3 separate regions of the Mus musculus genome follow, and regions 1 and 3 are each linked to region 2. A link is a contact called in public Hi-C and HiCAR-type data. All regions are on one chromosome and are shown on one strand. Each heading gives the region's core, a stretch centred on a gene start, on an enhancer-like site or on the middle of the called end of the contact. The rest is flanking DNA. Distances are from core to core; before and after follow the strand shown. Region 1 has its middle 37 kb from the start of Pabpc6. Region 2 has its middle 43 kb from the start of 1700010I14Rik. Region 3 has its middle 55 kb from the start of 4930452A19Rik.

What was found. A called contact is a pair of places that touch in the nucleus more often than the background predicts. HiCAR-type assays count read pairs that join an accessible place to other places.
Region 1: a HiCAR-type map of astrocytes shows a contact between it and region 2, with 4 times the contacts expected there. The contact joins two enhancer-like sites. A contact is called at or near these places in 3 of 484 Hi-C or Micro-C datasets (cerebral cortex, embryonic stem cells and myocytes), 4 of 115 datasets of contacts at active chromatin or transcription factors (astrocytes, neural progenitor cells, oligodendrocyte precursor cells and 1 more) and 1 of 9 other capture datasets (embryonic stem cells).
Region 3: a Hi-C map of cortical neurons shows a contact between it and region 2, with 2.1 times the contacts expected there. The contact joins two enhancer-like sites. A contact is called at or near these places in 1 of 484 Hi-C or Micro-C datasets (cortical neurons), 1 of 115 datasets of contacts at active chromatin or transcription factors (astrocytes) and 1 of 9 other capture datasets (embryonic stem cells).

The regions. Positions count from the first base shown.
Region 1 is chr17:9,631,247-9,634,796 of GRCm38.p6, reverse strand. No RefSeq gene overlaps it. Among named protein-coding and RNA genes, the nearest start is that of Pabpc6, 37 kb to the left of the region's middle. Within about 2 kb of position 2,041, at least 29 of the 459 cell types and tissues checked have an H3K27ac peak or open chromatin away from gene starts, as enhancers often do. A contact at or near this core is called in astrocytes, cerebral cortex, neural progenitor cells and 2 more, where this site is marked.
Region 2 is chr17:9,029,264-9,033,192 of GRCm38.p6, reverse strand. No RefSeq gene overlaps it. Among named protein-coding and RNA genes, the nearest start is that of 1700010I14Rik, 43 kb to the right of the region's middle. Within about 2 kb of position 1,567, at least 64 of the 459 cell types and tissues checked have an H3K27ac peak or open chromatin away from gene starts, as enhancers often do. A contact at or near this core is called in astrocytes, cerebral cortex, cortical neurons and 3 more, where this site is marked.
Region 3 is chr17:9,828,654-9,832,124 of GRCm38.p6, reverse strand. No RefSeq gene overlaps it. Among named protein-coding and RNA genes, the nearest start is that of 4930452A19Rik, 55 kb to the right of the region's middle. Within about 2 kb of position 2,019, at least 6 of the 459 cell types and tissues checked have an H3K27ac peak or open chromatin away from gene starts, as enhancers often do. A contact at or near this core is called in cortical neurons, where this site is marked.

The sequences.
Region 1 (3,550 bases), core at 792-3,291, 600 kb before region 2:
TAGAGTTAAGCATATGTTTCTTCAGCTATTTTTTATGATTCTTAAGCTTTCTGCACATCCTGTCCAGGTCGTATACTTGTACCTGTCCCCCTTGAGAAGGAGATACTACAGGATTTTAATTGTCTCCTGGCTTCCATGTAAGTTACATGTGTTGTTTTCAAGCATCTTTCTCCTGATTCCCTTCCTAAATTTATCCCTTGGAGATCAGTCAAGAATTCATTTCAGTGTGTTGACCTTGTCCTGACAGCTGGAAATGCTCTGTATGCTTCTAAATTTCTCAAGATCTTGTGTCTCTCCACTCCTTCCTTGTAAGGTGCATTAGACTACTTTATCACAATTGTGTCCCCAAGAGAAACCATTCTCTCTTGCCCAGTGTCATATCTCCTACTTTCCTAGGTTTGTTAAGAGTAGATTTCACACAGCTCTGAAGACCTAGGATGCCAAGGAACCCAGGCCTTTGATACATTAGACCTGGCATTGTGCATATACCTAAAAGGTTTTCCCTGGGTCAAGATAAGCAGAGACAGGAAATTTGATCCTTTCAACACATGCGCATGTTAGAACATGCATCTTGGTCAGCAGCTCCGGGGAAGCTTAACCATTGTCAGCACAAAGGATGCTTTCTGTATCTACGGCAGGACAGGTACCTCGTTGGAAAGCTCAGTTACATGCCAAATAAATAGTGCATCTGATAACTATTAAAATACCACCCCTGGTAATGGCACTTTAGGGCTCTTTCAACAAAATGAGGGGTTGCTGCTTGCCACCTACACAACAAGCAAGAGTCTGAACATCTATTGATAGGAAGAAGTGACTGAAAGGGGCTGAGGCTGCCAGACAGATGGCTTGTGAGGAAAGCACACCACACATACTTTTGAGTTATGGGAAGAATTTCTGTAGACAGTCATCCTGCTGCTTGGTTCATGATCTTTGTGATAAGACAAACTGTAGGTGTACAGGCTCATGCTAGTCCTGCCATGCTTGAAAGGATGCAAGGATGTCTGAGACTTATTAAGTGAACAGGAGGCAAGCCTTAAAGTGGAGATGGAAACTCCATGGTGACACCCTTAAAGATGGATTTCTTAGACAACCCAGGACCACTTACCCATGGGTGGTACTGTCCCTAGTGGAATGGGCCCTCCATGCCAATCATTAATTTAAAAAAAGAAAGCCCTATAGACTTGTCTATAGGGCAATCTGAAGAACTCATTTTTTTCAACTGAGCTTCCTTTTTTCCAGGTGATCCTTCCTGGCTGTGTCAAGTTGACAAAACAAAACAAAAACAAAACCAAACAACAACAACAACAACAAACCCACCAACTACTCAGCACATCAAATGATGGTGAATTATACTTTTCTTTATAAAGCAAAGCCTCTTCTAAAAACATGTTTTGTTCCAGGCACCATGAAGCTCCTTAAAAACACACATTATCTTGCTTAATGCTTGTAAAGAAAGAGAAAGGTCTACATAGGCAAAGTGTCTTTTTTGGTAGAACTGAATGTACTTTCCCCAGGGTATCATGCCCAGTAAATTGTCAGTATTTTGTCTTTTCATTCTGTTTTTTTGTTTTCTTCTTACATTGCAGCTTTTATTCCAAACCCTTTAGAGACAATGAGTCCATTCGCCACACCATCCCAACGACGCTGACTTTAGAAACCCCGGAAGGCCATCTGAGCTGTCAGTAACTTGTTCCCGTTCTGGGGCGGGACCATTATTGGGCACCACGTTCCTCTATCTTTCCCACACAGCTGCACCCTGCTTTGAAATGCCAGAACTGCCATCATAAACTAATGGGAAAGTCTAAACTGACATCCCTGGCGCCTTCTTAAAAATGCTGCTGCTGCAGTTTGCTTTCTTTGGTGATAGATCTTTAGAAATGCACAAGGAACTCGAAAGTGACCCGAGTTGACAAACCAGCACAATGGAGGGAAGACAATTCTTTTCCACAGGAACATTTGGACTCCTTTCGATGCTCTGCTGCACGAGCCAGGAGCTGCTGAGCGTGTGCTGTGGTTTGAATGTAAAATATCCCCAGTAGCTCGTGGATTTAAACAGTTGGTCCCCTCAATCAGTGGTTCTGTTGTGGGAAATGGAGTCTTCAGGAGGAAGCCAAAGGGAGCACACTTGCGGATTCATAGTCCAGCCTTCCTTCCTTCCTTCCTGTCTGCTGCTTGCTTGCTGAATGCAGATGCAATGGGGGGAGTTGCCCGAGTCCTATTGTCACTTTCTCCTGCAACTGTGGGCTACAGTCCCCCAATCTCTGAACCACAGGCCCAACGAACCATTCCCTTCTTTAAGTTGACTTTGTAAGGTGTTTCGTAACAGCCAAGGAAGAAATTGTTCCAGCTCCCATATGACCTTCCTAAGTTCGAGACAGACCAGGTTAGCATTCTGTCTGTGTACTGACGATGACTGCTCCTGTTTGCTTTGCCTTCCTTGGCAAACAAATGATGAACTGATTTGTTGCTTAGAAGTGACAAATGAACCGGCAGGCTTTTGAAGTGGCAAACTGCCAGGCCCACAGATCTCCATTCAGAAATACAGCAGCAAGATTCAGAGAGACTCAAGCCTCAAATGTAGTAGGCCTTACTGGACTCTAACTGACATTATATGTCATCTATTAAAATACATGGGAGGTAGAGTTGCTCCAGGGAGAACATAGGAGAAGAAGACTCATCCTGAATATTGCTGACTCTGTACATGTAGACTGCACTAGAAAGTGAAACATTAAGTATGGGGACTGAATTATAATATTAATTATTTAAATCCTGGCCCAGGGTTTCCACCCCTCCTTGGTTATTGGATTCCAGGATTAAAAACACACTCACGGCATTTATATTTACAGTAAGCCTTAACCAGCACAGTAACTGGGCAGCTGTCTACCCTCCATTCTGTTGAATCTACTCTCCTATCAGTAACCCTGAATCACTACTTACTACTTACTAGGTTTCATCTGGGCTGCTCTTAACTCCAACAAGTTAGCCCACAGGGCTACATTTTTATGCCTCAGCTAACTCTTGGTAGCTTCTTCTTGCTGCTGCTGCTTCTTCTTCTTTTCTTCTTCTTCTTCTTCTTCTTCTTCTTCTTCTTCTTCTTCTTCTTCTTCTTCTTCTTCTTCTTCTTCTTCTTCCTCTTCCTCTTCCTCCTCCTCCTCCTCTTCCTTCTCCTCCTCCTCCTCCTCCTCTTCCTCTTCCTCCTCCTCCTCTTCCTCCTCCTCCTCTTCCTTCTCCTCCTCCTCCTCTTCCTCTTCCTCTTCCTCCTCCTCCTCCTCTTCCTCCTCCTCCTCCTCCTCCTCCTCCTCCTCCTTTCTCTTCCTCCTCTCCTCCTCCTTCTCCTCCTCCTCTTCCTCCTTCTTCCTGGTTCTCTTCCCCAAGCCCACAAAACCTAAACCTCAACTAAGTCTCTTCTGCCCAGTTATTGGCTATTGGAATCTTTATTTACCAATCACAATTAACAGGGGACAGGGTCACTTAGCTAGTGTCTATGTGCAGACTCTCTTGTTTCTGGGGCAACCAGCTTTTGAGGCCCAAATTAGCATTAGAATGCAAG
Region 2 (3,929 bases), core at 318-2,817:
TCTTTTCCCCTCTTCTCCTCTGCCCTCCCCCTCTCCTTTTCTCCTCCCCTCCTCTTTTCTCCCCTCCCATCCTCTCCTCCCCTCTATTCTTTTCTCCACCCCTCTCCCCCTCATTTCTCCCATTCCTCCCTTCTGTCCAGCCCTATTCCTTTCATACCTATTCCCATACTTTCTAGTCCCTACAAACAAAAAGTACACCCCTGTGGCGAAGCTAGCTTCCATGGTCAGATCACTGCTCTACAGCTGCCCCACACTGAGGCCCATGTTCTGTTCTAGTTCCCTGAAACCACAGTGATTTTGGGGAAGGAGGATGAAATAAAACCCTACCCACTGCTCATACTCAGTATGTAGGGAAGAAACAGGCTCTGCAAAGATTGCTGAGCAAAATCCCTGCTGAGATAGTTGAGAGTCAGTGCAAAGAAATGGTAGTTTAAATCCACAACAGGGGGGTGCCAGACTGTCCTTGCCTGAGGCTTTTCTGGTCAGAGGACTGTGCCTGCCCACTCTATGTACTGTTTAAGCACCCACCCCACCCCCAGATCCTCTTTGTAGATTAGCCAGCCCTATGGTAGCTCAGCTTGTCTTTGTTCAATCTAAACCTCAAGCTTGTCTGAAATCTTACAAGATAGGTGGAAATCAGAATGGGACACGGGCTGTGGGTGGCTTTGGCAGTACGCGTCTCTATTAAGTAGACTCAATTTAGTACTGGGTAAAGGGAAAGACGAAATTAGAATCGTGGTTGGCAGAAATAGTCTCCATCTGGCACTGTAATTACACACTGTCTTGACCTGAGCAATCTTTGCTGTTCCAAATGCTGTTTCCTTTGGAAAGCAAATTTTAAAAGACGCTGTAAACCACAGGTTAGGAAATACATGGTTCCAAATATCCACCACACCTTTTAGACAAGGGAGTCGTATCCTGCTTCTCTATTATGGCTCTGTCTTTTATAATTAAATGAACTCTCTAGTCACCCGATGAATGTCACCTCTTTACAGCGGGATAAACAGAAGAGATCTCCGGGTCTATTTTCGCCAGTGACATCAGACACTATTTCGATGGGGCTATGACTCAGTATCCTCCTTGGCGCCCTCACTCCTGAAGTTCTTTTAAGGGTGAGCCTGGGTTGCTGCCGGCATGCGGCATTTTCAGAGCCTCATGGAGCTCTTTATATCAACCCTTGACTTCACCTTCAATGCCAACAGGAAATTGTATATGGCTCTAATCTCCCCAGTAGAGCTCTGCCAGAAAGCCGGGTTCTGTGCGGTATAATGGCGCCACCTACTGGTCACACGTGTCCTCCTTTAGCCTGCCTCCGTTTTGTTTTTTTGGTGTTCTGTTTCCGTATTCTGATGTGTCTGTCCTCAGAGACTTTGTTTTTAGCTTTTCTACTTCGCAGCTGCAGCAAGCTGGACTGATAAGCAAACGATATCACCACCTGATCGTCTGTTCTATAGGTCCTAAGATCTTACCGCTGACGGGGGAAGTCATGGACAGACACCAGCTTGACTTGATGACTCTGTCCTTGAACCCAAGCAGCCTGATAATCCAGCCTGATGATCCGGGCCGAGCCTCACTTCCCTTGCCTCAGCCAAGCGGCCGTGCAAACCTTCACTAGACCCCAAACGCCCTTCCTACTCCCTCAACGGGCACCTGCTCTCCTAGGCATCCACACAAATGGATTGCTTTTAAACAGAAAATGACACTGACTGTCACTAGACGTAACAAGTGCCTTATGTACATTTCATTGGAAGCACAAGCTGAAATTAGCCTGTCAGAATCTTACTTTTCTGGATGCCAGTGTGTCGTGTGGCAGAATTAGCTCAAGAGAATAAAGAGCAGGCTTGCCTGTCAGAGAGCTTCTCTCCACAATTCTCTTGCTTTGTGTGCCTGGCTTAATTCAAATGCTTTTTTCATGCTTGAAGGGGTAGGTGTGTGTGTGTGCGTGTGTGTGTATGTGTGTGTGTGTGTGTGTGTGTGTGTGTGTGTGTGTGTGTGTGTGTGTGTGTGTGTGTGTGTGTGTGTGTCTGTGTGTGTGTGTGTGTGTGTGTGTGTGTGTGTGTGTGTGTGTGTGTGTGTGTGTGTGTGTGTGTGTGTGTGTGTGTGTGTGTGTGTGTGTGTGTGTGTGTGTGTGTGTGTGTGTGTGTGTGTGTGTGTGTGTGTGTGTGTGTGTGTGTGTGTGTGTGTGTGTGTGTGTGTGTGTGTGTGTGTGTGTGTGTGTGTGTGTGTGTGTGTGTGTGTGTGTGTGTGTGTGTGTGTGTGTGTGTGTGTGTGTGTGTGTGTGTGTGTGTGTGTGTGTGTGTGTGTGTGTGTGTGTGTGTGTGTGTGTGTGTGTGTGTGTGTGTGTGTGTGTGTGTGTGTGTGTGTGTGTGTGTGTATATGTGTGTGTGTGTGTGTGTGTGTGTGTGTGTGTGTGTTACCCTTCTAAACTTCGAAATTATCACTGCATGAGTGTGTGTGGTGGGGGGGGGTGTTGGGGTGAAATTGCCATTTCCTATAAGGTCCCAATGCTTTTTCCCCCTTTTACTTTATCTCTGCAAATGAGAATTTATCAAAGGCTAAGCCTTAGTCTTTTGTGATAAAAAAAAAAAAAAAAAAAAAACCTAACAAAGTATGCCGGTGGGGGGAAAAAAAATATGTAAAATTCACATTGCTGCTGGAAAGATCAAAGCTTAAGGATGCTGCCCAGAATGACTGATTTCCCGTCAGCTCCGAGGCTTCAGGACACCAGCGAGCTCTTCTGTGAAAGCAAGGTGTTAGAAGCAGGTGTCTGAGATGCTTAGGGCTGTTAGAGGTCTCACTGGTCTCTCTGGTATGTTGCCCCCTTCTGGCAAAGGGCAGCTTATAATCTGATCCTTCAGAGAACAGCTTCAATGCATACTACTCACATGAACAGCCGCTACAGACCTAACACCACACAGATGAGAGTGTTACAAACTGAGATTGTTCCAGAATTGATGCTCAAGTTGAGTGAGTCCACTTTCTGCCAAGTAAAGGAACACCAGAGAAACTTAAAAAAAAAAAAAAAAAAAAAAAAAAAAAAAAAACAGAAACAAGGGTTGTTTGTGTTTGTAGTTACACGCCTGGCTTTTGGGAAATAGTGGTTGACTCTATCCTTGTTGCCTGTGTTGAGGAATAACATCAATGGTGGAAAGTTCTCTTCAAGGACATGTCCCCAGTGAACTCATTTCCTTCCATGGGGCCCACATCTTAAAGGTCCCATCATCTGCCCATCAGATAGGGACCAAAGATTGCAGTGTGGGGATGTTGTCTCAGCCCAGATTTTAAACTACAGCCAATGAAGCTGCCACAAGTCCTTGTGAGCAAGTCTTCAGATGTATACGCTTTCACTTTCTTGAGTAAAAACTAAGAACACCAGGTAGACATTGTGGATACATTTCTGGATCACATGAGAGGCACACATGGAAGATACTGCAGAGGCTCACCACCCCTTCTGTAGCGTCGGGTGGTGATTCAGTCTCATGACTCCTGGGTTACAGAGCTTGGCATCCTGGACCCTTTGTGTGCTCTTCAGCACCGTGCAACCCACTCTTTGATGGACTTTGCCAGGAGGTGCCTTTCTGTGATCATTCACCTGCATTCCTCACAGTGCCGGCTATTGTTGGATGTGCTTGTACCGTGTGGTTCCATTGATCTGCCCTCAGTGAGAAACCATAGTCCCTCATAAGGAGCAGGTCCAGCTTCCCAATCCTGACTTGCCGTTATTGTGCACAGGAAGACCAACATGAGAGCTTTCTCACCAATCTCCATTATTTCCTTGTAGAGCATAAACCATGCACTTTACAATCAATTGCTCATAAGAAGATGCCTTTTGGTAAAACATTAACCAAAATTAATCTTTAGTTTTATGCCCAAATGCATCTGTGGAAAGAAACTTTTCATACATCTATTTGTTTACCAAAGATATGTTT
Region 3 (3,471 bases), core at 770-3,269, 800 kb before region 2:
CTGGAAAACACGAAGAGAGTGAGAGACTTCAGAGCACTCAGCCCTGAATGGGATGACTTCATCAAGCTCTTCCTTTCAGGGCTCAGGGAGTAATGCAGAAGAGGAGACAGAAGGATATGAGCCAGCAGTATAAAGGACTCTAAAGATCTTCTCGACACAACAGGAGGGATGCACATGAACTCACACAGACTGTGACAGCATGGGCAGAACCTGTCTAGGTCCAAAACAGAAAAAAAATCCCAATAAGGGGAAGTGAAGGTGGGCACAAAGCCCCAGCCCTACCAAAGAAGCTATTCACAATGTATACCTGCTAGGAGAAGGGAAAATCAGCTTTCTGCAAAGGAGAAATATCACTCACACTCCAGGGCAAACCCTATGCTCAGAAATATTTGACTAACACAAAATAGACACCCCCCTTTTAAAATGATACTTTTGGTTATGCACTGATGTGTGTGTGCATCTGTCCTTTTTGTTTCTTTATTTTTAGTTTGTTTTTCTTATTTTTGTAAGAGAGAGAAAGAACGTGAAGTTGGGTGGGTAGGGAGTTTGGGAGGATCTGGGAGGACTTGGGAAGTGGGGAGAACTAGATCAATATAAATTTTCTGAAAAATTAAAAGAATATTTTTAAAAGGTAATAAAAAGTTTGAATTCCTATCTCCAGATTGAATCCCTCCTAGCCTCCAGCCTCATTACTGTTGAGATCAATTATCTAGTTTCATAATAGGTCTGCGCTCTATATTTTAGTGTCTGCACCATTGGGTTTCAAACATCTAGGACTATAATTATTTACAGGACCAGGGAAGGCAGCAGTTAGTGAGGCTCAGAGAATAAGGAAAAATGAATAGTTGTTAAGGATATAAATCTTTTTGGACTAATCTAATTTGTGTACATGCATGCTCTTGTATGTCTGCTTTTTTATGCATTTAACTTACACAGAACTGCCTTTGATGGCCCCTGCAGTCATCTGCCTCTTGATTAAAATTTCTGTCTCTGTTTATATTTCGGTACCTTGTTTTTGTTTAGTACTCAAAGGATAAAGCAAAATGCAAATTATTTGAACAGCTCTGCAGTCATGATTATTTAGTATAGCAAAGGGTGGAAGGAAGGGTGTTTAGCAAGAGGACAAATGTTTTCTCAGAGTTTTGTTCTTCAGTGTGTTTTGTGTGCATGTGTACACATGTATGTGTATACCTGTATGTGCACATATACCTGTGTATATGTGCAGCTATGTGTCCCTCTGTATATTTATATATAAGTGTGCATGTAGAAGTATGAGTATATGCACATATATGTGTGATTATGTATACATGTATACATAGGTATGCATACCTATATGTGTGTTTATGTATGTATCTGGACATGTATAACTTTATGTTCTCATATATGTATGTTTCTGTATATGCATTTGTATATGTGTATGTATACACATGTTTCTGTGTATGTGTATGGTTATGTACATGTGTATGTGTACATTGTGTTCTTATGTGTACATATGCATGTGTGTACATCTGCATGTATGTGGTTCTGTATGCCTTTTTATACCAGCGTATCTACATGTGTACGTGTGTTTCTGTGTATGCATGTGTACACATACATGTGTGTTCCTGAGTATGTATTATATATGTGCATGTGTGTTCCTGTGTGTATGTATCCCTATGTATGTGTATACACAATGTGCAGCTGTGTATGTACGTGTACCTGTGCTCTTGTGTGTACATGCATGCTCTTGTATGTCTGCTTTTTTATGCATTTAACTTACACAGAACTCCCTTTGATGGCCCCTGCAGTCATCTGCCTCTAGATTAAAATTTCTGTCTCTGTTTATATTTCGGTACCTTGTTTTTGTTTAGTACTCAAAGGATAAAGCAAAATGCAAATTATTTGAACAGCTCTGCAGTCATGATTATTTAGTATAGCAAAGGGTGGAAGGAAGAGAAAAGCTTGTATCCTTAGATGCTTGTGTGCCTGAGAAGGCAAGCTGACACAGCACCAGAGGAAAAGCATCCCGGCCTTCCCTCAGCTTACATGTGTAATTACGGGTTTCTTTTAATAAACCGGTGATTATATCGTATGCTTCAGCCAAGTTGGGACTTCTGAAAGATTCTTGCACTCAATGGTTATTAAAGTTTCCAAGGATCCAAGGACTCATAACATCCTGAGCCTCTGATTTTTTTCAACAAGTCTTTAAATTCTTTTGACATTTAACGGAATTTTTCTGTGGTGTTAGGACCATGTTCTACACAAAATGCATTATAGAACATTTGATTTTTTTTTCTCTATGGGGAAAAAAAGGAACCAATAATGAACTCTCGAGGAAGGAAATCCAGTTCAAGTGGATTTTAAATATGCATGATAAAAATAGATGTGTACTCCTGAAATGCTAGATGACGTTTAATCAGCAGTAATTGTGTTTTATGCAAAGCCCTTTCTGTACAGAGCTGGGCCCCCTTCTGTATAAGCTGCATTCTGTCCTGAGCAGGGTGATGGGCCCTGGAAGGCTGCACTCAAGTATCTTTCAAACTATTTGGAGTTAAAGGTCATACCAAGTGCCATTGAAAAGATAATGTCCTACAGGTTGTCAATGAAGACTGTGATATGATTTATTACCTAGAGTCAAGTGTTAATTGGATGGCAGCTGCCTTTGAATGGATCATCTTTCTCCTTAAGGCTGACAGATAAAAATGGAGATATTAGTTGAAATGAAGTCTCTTAGGCCCAAATGGAAACCTGAGATTCCCTAAGTGTTCTACTATCTATCTATCTATCTATCTATCTATCTATCTATCTATCTATCTATCTATCTATCTATCTACCTATCTACCTATCTATCTATAGAGATTAACCATATGGCTGTCAAAAGGGGGAAATTATCCCACACTAAATGGAGAGGAGTTAGCTTTTCATCAATCAAGTCCAGTGTGGGAGCTGGTACAGGGGACCCTGGCTGATGACTCTCTTTGGTCTGATTGCTCGGGCCCATGATCTTCTTGGCTATTGACTCCTAGCACATTTTCCCACCAGCCTGGTCTTTATTCCCCTTTAATCTCAACTCTAAAATGCACTAAGTTGCAGTGGGCATTTGTTTTGATTTTCCTATTTCCCACGTCACCCGTGAGCACCCTTGGCATTTTAGCGCACTAGAGATGCGTTTTCAACCCCAGTTCCCTGACTCAAGAGTTGAGGCTATCCATTTGAGGAGTTAAACAATATATTCTCACTGAGTATTTATGTACAACAAGAAGGTTGTGAACAATATAAAAGCTGTATATGACGGAGCCGGAGTGTTGGCGACAGAAGAAATGTCAATTTGATAAGGTTGAATGGGCTGTCACCAATCAGCAGAGGATGCATATTTGTTGTGTTGGGCAGAAGGAAGTTTCTAATATAGCACAATAGTAACTCCTTGTGTGTGTGTGTGGGGGGGGAGTCACCACACTGGCCCTGTATTATGAGTTATGAAGGACCAGTTTA